Linked DNA regions of Mus musculus: region 1 is linked to region 2. Evidence: chromatin contacts called from public Hi-C data. All regions are on one chromosome and are shown on one strand. Each heading gives the region's core, a stretch centred on a gene start, on an enhancer-like site or on the middle of the called end of the contact. The rest is flanking DNA. Distances are from core to core; before and after follow the strand shown.

Region 1 (4,060 bases), core at 1,236-3,735, 110 kb before region 2:
CAATGTAGACTGCCAATTTATCAGTCAGAAAGCCCATCATAACATTACAAATTGACTAAATTATCATAAATACTCACAAGGAAAATATATCTACAGAAAGAAGACAGCTAGGCTGGTGAGATGGCTTGCAAGTAAAGGTGCTGCTGAGTTTGAACCCCAGAACCCACATGAAGGTTTGACAGAACCAACTCCACAGCCTTCCCAGGCATTGCGAGGTGTGTGTCCCTACCTCCATATACATAGCCTGCACACATACACAATAAAAGAAATAGTCCAATCATTGATTAAGGAAAGAATATTCAGTCTCAGCCTTTGCCTCCTCAGACAAAAGCCACATCTTCCCTATTCTAACCTACATACTCTCCATGATAATAAACAAGTGATCAAATTACTTCCTAATTTAGAATTTCAATCCCACAAAGAGCCTTACTGAAAAAGGCATGCCTTAAAGAAACACAACCCTAAAACATTGAGTATGTCTTAATGGTTGTATCCATCACTCCAGGTCTCACCACAGGACTCTGAATCAGTGTTACAGCTCCATCTACTGGATCCATGCATGTAACAGTTAATCTGTACTGCTAATGATCCTTCCCAATGGGCCTTGTTAGCACCAATACCAGGAGAGTGCAGGAGGTATTTCAAAACAGTAAGATCCTTACCTACATCTTTTCTTCCTGGTTTTTCAAAGCGCCTGTCACCCCTAAAAAGACAAAATAAATTTCAAAAACACCTTAAAAACAACATAGATTTCCTATCATGATACTCCTTTCCTGCAGTCCCTTTAGCAGCAGATCTGCCAGTTAGTATTTAGAAAATATAGGAAAGCAATGATGAGAACAAAAATTCCACCTGGCCACCTACCAAACCTTAGCTCCCAATGACTAGAATATTATTATTTTACCTGGAAACATTACAGACCATGTTATATATACTACCTTGGCAATATTTTCCCACATTTGTGGTTCTGAGTACTAAACCTCAGGGTGCTGAGCAAGACAGCCACCACTGTTACAACCTTAACCCTTCTACCCTTATTTTGAGATCAAGGCTCATCCTTAACTGTAAGAATTATATATTATGTTTTATTGTACAGAAATTTCAGGAAAAGCAGAAAAGGGATAAGTTCTGTGTTTTCAAAATGTTCTTTCTTGAGGGAAGGCCAGGGGCTAGAGAGGAGACAACACTCCCACCCAACTTCTGTGATTCTCTAGGTCACACCATGCAGCCCATTTTGGTCTGGAACTCATGATTCTTCTGTCTTGGCCTCCCAAGTGTTAGGATCACAGGAACACGCAACCCTGTACCACTCATGAAAGGAACGCGGTGTGCTTTGTTTTGTTTGGAGTACTGAGGGCTGAACCTCCCTAGAGAGCTACCAATGGGTTAGAATCCTAGCCATTTTTTTCCATTTTTATTTTGAGTTCAGAAGTTTGCTAAATTGTGCAGGATAGCCAGTACTCCAGAATCTCCTTCCTCAGCCTGTCAAATAACTGGCACACAGGCAAGTCCTATAGAATACCACTAGGGTGAGTTTTATAGACCAGCAAATGCTTAATTACATTACAATCTCAACACTTTAGTTACCTTTCTTCCCAGCTCTGTGATCTATGCATTTCCCTGCCACCTCCTCGCCCAAACACACCCTCTACTTCATCAAAACTTCTTTGGTAGAAACCACATTCACCTCTACCTCTGCCTGAAAATAAGAAAACAGGGGGAGGGGAAATAGTTAGAAACCAACATCCAACAAGTATGTTCAACACTGAAGGTTAATCTCTATGAAGTTCTATCTCTCTGTACACTTCAAGACGGCCACATTTAAGTATTTAGCAAGACATAATGGCTCTGATAGAACTGAACTGGGGTATGAAAAAAATAAACCAACCACTCGTGAAGGAATCCCAGTCCTGAACAATACACAGCACCAACAGGAAACTCATCAGTGACGAGGTCCACAGTGGCGTCTACCAAGGCTAGTACACCATTATAAATTGAATGTTTTCATGGATTGTTTTCAATAACTACTGGGGAAATCTTACTATGGGGAACTTCTAGAGAGAAACTCTAGTAGGAAGTGTCAATCACGATAAAATTCCTTTATCCAATTCCAGAAAAAAGATAGCAGAAGTGAACTGAACAACTGTAGGACTGCGAACTATATTCTTACAGGATAAAAAGAATCCTTCACTGAGGTAAGGAAAATTAGCAACACTAAAGTCATTCCGCAGAGTAGTTGGAGTATAGGGACTTAAAAGCTTTGCAAATCAAATGTTAGCAGGCTTCTAATGAAGGCCATCTGGTTAACTATCAACCTGTGACTCTGCTCAGAATCTATCCCAGTAGAAACATTTTTACAGAGTCAAGTGGGGTGGAACATGCCTATAATCTCAGCATTTGGGGCTGAAACAGAGAACTGACAGCTCAAAGCCAGCTTGTGTTACATCAAGAATGACTCAAAAAGCCTAAGAAAGATGAAAAGGACCGAAAGGGAAAGAAGAAAAAAAGAACAAAAGGGAAGGAGAGGGAGGCACTCACAAGTATGTAAACCATCATGCAATGCATACAGTTTCAACCAGTGATAAGACTTACTATAACCACTCACTGTTCAACCACATTATAATGGAGTTGAAAACTCTGAAGTAACTAGAGACTTATTTGTGATGGTGCTGGTCTAAAGAAATCTACTGAACTGCCAGTCACTTAAAAACATGGCATATTTGCCAGCATGTAGTACACAGTATGTGATTGTGACAATGAAAAGTTATTTATTTGAGGATATATTATATTTTCAAGTGTACTTATTTTAAATTTACTATAAAACAATATCCCATTTATACCACAAGCAACAGCATATATCTTGTAATCATTGTCTTTTAACTGTATCTGGAGGCCAAACCAAGTAAATAACCTAAACCATATAAGCCTGTGTAAATTATAATGTTCATATATCAATGAAAATAAAATAACCTAATGAGGCTCGCGTCTTGTTAAATAAGGCATGACACATATTTGTATGAAAACGAACACTTGAATTTCAAAACACTAGAAACAACCTAATAATAGTTGGCTAAATAAATTCTGATGAAACATCCCAGAACAATACAAATCCACATAACTAAGGCACTAATGTTAACTCAGACCTGTGCTACTGAATGACAAAAGCATACTCAAGTGGGGGGGGGGGGTGATATTGTGATGTTGTCCATACTGCTGCACAGCTAAGAGTGACTGAGACACATGCAGATATGTATGTAGCACGCACTTTCAGCTTTGGACATTCTGTAGTTTACTCAATGAACATGTGAACAGTACTGACACAAATGAAGAAACTAGAGGAGGCATGGGAGTTTGGGGTGCATTTATAACAAAAAATACCTTAGCAGCTATCCCAAACTTAACTTCTCCCATAGATCAAAATGATCAGAAGAAAATGATAAAGCTTTATTTTGTGTATGGTGCTAGGTACCAAACAGAGCACAATGCAAATGCTAGGCAAAAGCTCTACCACAAAAAATACACCTCTAACCCGAAAATAATATATTCTGAATGAAACATCCAATGAAGCAAGTGAATTCAAGTACCCATGCACTTCATCATAACCTATCAGGAACTGACTCAGATTACAGGAATACTTCCATGACTCTTACAAAATACTGAAAAAAATTATATAATATATATTAGGATATTCTCTTGACTAGACTAGTATCCACTTTGTCTATAAAATAAAAGTGAAAACTACAGTTTAACTCTAACAATCACAAAGTTATCTTCCAGGTTCATTACTTTTAAGTCAACCTAAAGTCAACTTACAGTTTAAGTAGCTTTCTCCCTCTGCCCTACATTCAGAATATGTATACATTTTATTTAAAATCCTAAAATAATTTAATAGTAACTACTCTAACGCGAAAATATTCCTCCACAACAGTGACTTTAGGATAAGGAACAAATCCTCTCCTTTTTCAAGATTAATTTTGTCCAGACTAGATAGATGGTCCAGCAGTTAACTGAATGGACTGAGTTTGGCACCCAGTATCCACACCACGTGGCTACAACTGTT
Region 2 (4,356 bases), core at 1,272-3,771:
TGGGTATTGTAGACCAGGACCTAGGCAGCCTCAGCTACATAGTAACATTGTGGCTGGCTTGTCCTATATAAGCTACCTCAAGAAACCAGAAAGGGAGGGAGTGGAGGGGAGAGAGACAAGATAGGAAACTGTGACTGTGTATAGTCACCTGTGGCCGGATCCAGCCACACCTGAAGCAGGCTCTGGGCTTTGTTTTAGAAGTCGGTCACTTCCCTTTGTTCCTGTGGTTTTATTGCAGGTGACAAAGGCTCTAACCTAGACTTCAGATGGGCAGCTTAGCTTTGTAGAAACACCCGCACAGTTTGGGCTGTCAGCTCTCCCAGAACCACAGGTTGCACTCTGCCCTCCTCCTTAGCTTGATGCCGCCAGTGCCAACACTACTTGGCTCCAAAGACCTCTCGAAGGGATAAATCGTACTCCTCTTACACAGCAGACTAACAAACTTAACCTTCCAAATGGGAGCTTCCCAGTAAAACCTGAAAGAAGCTAAAGAGGCAACAGAGCAAGGTGGAGGGAGTGATACACAGGTGAACATCCGGGCCAGAGCAGCCATTCCTACAGAATATAAAACCCAAAGAAAACCACGGGGGCGGGGGGGGGGCAGGATATGTCAAACCACGGTGCCTTCCCTGGCTTTTCCACCATCACCCCAGTCTCATTCTCTACTCCCAACCCTACCTTCCTTAGCTGCCCAAACTGCACCCAGAGAAAACAGTGGCTGGGAGCAGGGTACTGAGAAAACAAACTGCCAGAGAGGCAGCAAGTATTGAGGTGCTCTGCAGACCTCGGGAGTAGTGGAAGCAGTGATCGCCATAGTGCCTTTAAATAGAACCTCCTTGGTGAGGGCAAACACATTCCAAGCACTTTAAAGACGCCCAAGCATGACCTGGCCACTTTTCCGGTCCCGGCCGAATTCTGGAAATAATATTAATAGCTTAGTGAGGCGTTTTCGGTGTACAGACTACTTCGTGGCCTTAAAAGGCAAAGGAGGGGTCAGTGAGACAGCTTAGCTGGTAAAAGCACTTGCTACCAGGTCTTATCACCTGAGTTTGATCCCAACCCCTGCGTGGTGGAGGGAGAGAACTGATTCTCACAACGTGTCCTCTGACCTCCACGAATGTGCCATGACACTTCCTCATGCATACACACTCACCGTAAATAAATACATGCGGTTTTTCGTTCTGTTTTGTTTTGAGACAATGTCACTATGCAGCCATGGCTGGCCTCGGATTCAGAGATTACCTCTGCTTCCCAAAACCAAATGTTGGGATTAGACGAGAATGTCACCACATCTCGCTTAGAAAGAAAAGTAACGGGGGAGGGAGGGGAAAAAGCAGCAAGAGTCATTACTGCTTTCCCTCTTCAAGTGGGGAAATGAGGCCAAAGAGACCTCTCACGTGACAGGCCACCTACTGGGTCTTTGCATGACCTCCTCTTCTGAGGGGTGATGAGGCTCCAGCAGCACCCTAGTGACTAGTGGCAGGCACCAGTTCCCAGCCAGAGGCATCTGCCATTCACCGGTTAGAAGAGTAACTGACTAGGCGACGCTCCCAGGAGGCTCCTGCGCCAGCCACTCCCCCCACCCCTCACCCCCCGCCCGCCCGCACTGGTCTAGGGACGCCTATGTGTCTTTCGAGTTTAAAGCAACCTTGTTCTCAGCCTTCCTTCATTTCTCGCATCCCTTACTGAAGACGTGTGTCAACTGTTTCCTTTGTTTTATAAGATAAAAGACAATCCAGCTAATTTCTCCCTTGAGGGATAAAATTAAGGCTGGCAGGTGAGGTGCGCCCCGGGCTCGCTTCCTAGAAGTTGCTCCGGGAGCAAATCTCTGGATCTGTGGGTGGAGGAGGGTGCGGGACCCGCCCTGGGGAGTAGGAGACTCAGGGAGGGGGCTTTTGAGTAGGACCCTCTGAGCTCCGCCGGGGTCAGATCCCCAGCCTGACGAGGTTCCCCATGGCGCGCAATGAACTTGATGCGCACGATCTGGCTGCACTTGGCCAGATGCTCAGTGCACTCCTGAACGCCTGCACCTCCTTCCTCACTGTCCCACTCGCTGCGCGGCCACCCCGTGCCCTGTCTCGGATCCCCCGTTCTTCGGGGGCGCAGGACGAGCGCTCACGTTTTGAACATCTTCTCCAGATCCTTCAGGAGGCGGCGGCTGAACTCCGGGAACTCGGTGTAGGGATTGAAGACCTTAGAGCGGCCCGGCCGCGCTGTACCCTGGTGGATGTCCAGCCTGCGGCTCAGCTTGAGGTTCAGTTCGGAGTCCGCGCTGGCTGTGGGCGCCCGGGCAGGCGGTTCAGGCTCCGGGTGCCCGGCTGGGGCATCGCAGGGTGCAGGCTGGGGGTCGCCCTGGTCGGTCTCTGCCCGCACCTCAAGTCTCAACCGGCGCTGCAGCTTGCAGGCCAGCTCCTCGCTGGACATGATGGCGGGTTGTGGTGATGGAACTGAGGTTCGCGATCCGGTACGGGGACAGAGAGTTGTGCGCTCTTTGCGGGCTCGTGGCTTTCTGACGCTCGGTGGAATCGCTCGGGGCCCGGCGGTTGAAAAGAACCGTGGGTAGGCGGGGCGGGCGGGGCGGAGCTGCGGCTTTAAGGAGGCGCGGGTGCAGTAGGACTATCTACTGGACAGGGGACAAGGGAGTGTCTGCGCGTCCTAGGGGTCGCGTTTGCCTAAACCTCTCATAAGCTGAGACTTGATGCTAATCCGTCCCCCAGTCCAGACATGGACCCTGAAATCAACTCTTGCTCTTGCCGCCAGAATCCGCCCTTTGGGAACTGGTGATCCCCAGGGAATTGGTTGCAAACACTGGGGAGTTAAGTCTGGCAACCGTTCAGGCAGTTCCATTCTCTTCCAAAGCGCTCCAACCAGGGAGCTCGCGGCCTAGGACCCTCTGAGATGGGAGAATTAAGCGTGCCTGGTAACACACCCACGTGTGTAGCGAGCAGTCGTCGCCCTAAGGCCCTGGAGTAGGAGATGCTCCTGGCAGTACGAAGGTGCCTTTCATATACCATTGAAATGTTTCCACAACAATCTAAAAATACTAGACATAAATAAAGTGAGAAAAATCTCCTGATTCCCGGGAAAAAAAAAGGGGGGGGGTTGTCTTGTTAAGGGACCAAATGTGGCAAGTATCTTGGCTGTATGGCTTTTTTTTTGTTTGTTTTGTTTTTTTAATGTGAGAGCCACCACTGCGGAGAGTGGGGTTAGAAAAGGCTTGAAAATAAGGCAACTTTTGAAACAGGAGATTGAAGTAAAAACAAGTAGAGCCGCCGTCATTCTCCCTAAGGAAGGATGTGGTGCAAATGAGGGTTCCCTCAGCCAAACATGGAGAAGCAGCTGTAAACACAATAGTGGCTGCACTGGGGACCAGCTTTGCTCCACTTGTTTTGGGCCACAGACTGGGGAGTGTGTGTGATGAGCCCGGTGGTGTGCACCGCTGAAAGGCATGAGTTGGTTGCCTGCACATCTTAGGGGGCCACAGGGAAAAATCAGAGCCATTGCGTGCTCTCATGAAAACGTAATTCGATTAGAATTCGAATAGCTGGGTGTTGGGGTACACGCCTATAACTCCAGCACTCAGAAGGCTTAGACAAGAGAATTCCAGGGTAGGAAGCCAGCCTGGGGTTCACAGCAAGACCCGCTGCTTCGCTGCTTCGGAACAAAGCAAACAAGAAATTAACACAAGAAATTAACGGGGGAAGGGTTAGGGGGAAGGGGGAGCTGGGGGGGGGAGCTCAGAGGGCTTAGCATAAAAGAGGCATAAAAGAGTTCAATCCCTAGCATCCACAAAGTAAAACACACCTTTTAAAAAGTGGTTCAAGAAAATAAGTCATTAAAAATAAAGGTACTTTTGGTGTGCATGGTGGCTCATATAAGCCTGTGATTCTACTTGGAAGGTTGGGGCAGGACTCCGACTCTAGCAGCTTGGACTGTATGTCTATATTTACACAGTAAGACCCTCTGCCTCAAAGATCAAACATCAAATAAAACAGTTATAAGGGGAGGGGGTAACCATGAGGGGTGAAGCTCAGTAGCAGCCCTTCAAAAACATGGGTTCAAGTTTTAAGGTGGTGTGTACGTGTGTGTGTGTGTGTGTGTGTGTGTGTGTGTGTGTGTGTGTGTGTTTCTAAAGCCATAGGGAAAAGTATGTTGTGTGACAAAACTTTTCCTGAGGAGACAAAACACACTCATCTACTCTTCCTAGATGGGGAGCCCTCAACAGACCAGGTATCACCAAAGTCCAACTTGGCAAACCAACCAGTTTTACTGGGGTCACTTACAGGAACAGAAATGACTCGAAGACAGCTGCATCACCAAAGCCCACCCCAGTGTGAGTGACAGCTCACAAAGCTG

Evidence for each region. A called contact is a pair of places that touch in the nucleus more often than the background predicts.
Region 1: a contact with region 2 is called in a Hi-C map of Th1 cells, with 1.5 times the contacts expected there. The contact joins the enhancer-like site here to the promoter of Efhd1 in region 2. A contact is called at or near these places in 1 of 15 datasets of contacts at CTCF or cohesin (CD8 T cells), 14 of 484 Hi-C or Micro-C datasets (the 63-12 cell line, CD8 T cells, Th1 cells and 9 more), 11 of 115 datasets of contacts at active chromatin or transcription factors (CD8 T cells, bone marrow-derived dendritic cells, bone marrow-derived macrophages and 5 more) and 3 of 9 other capture datasets (adipose tissue, embryonic stem cells and liver).

Annotation. Positions count from the first base shown.
Region 1 is chr1:87,376,611-87,380,670 of GRCm38.p6, reverse strand. It overlaps Gigyf2 (GRB10 interacting GYF protein 2), which reads right to left. Exons shown (of 29, transcript NM_146112.4): 7 at 1,588-1,699; 8 at 663-703. Among named protein-coding and RNA genes, the nearest start is that of Kcnj13, 16 kb to the left of the region's middle. Within about 2 kb of position 2,485, at least 15 of the 459 cell types and tissues checked have an H3K27ac peak or open chromatin away from gene starts, as enhancers often do. A contact at or near this core is called in CD8 T cells and Th1 cells, where this site is marked.
Region 2 is chr1:87,262,518-87,266,873 of GRCm38.p6, reverse strand. Efhd1 (EF hand domain containing 1) reads right to left here and starts at 2,521. Exons shown (of 4, transcript NM_028889.3): 1 at 2,120-2,521. The coding sequence starts at 2,424.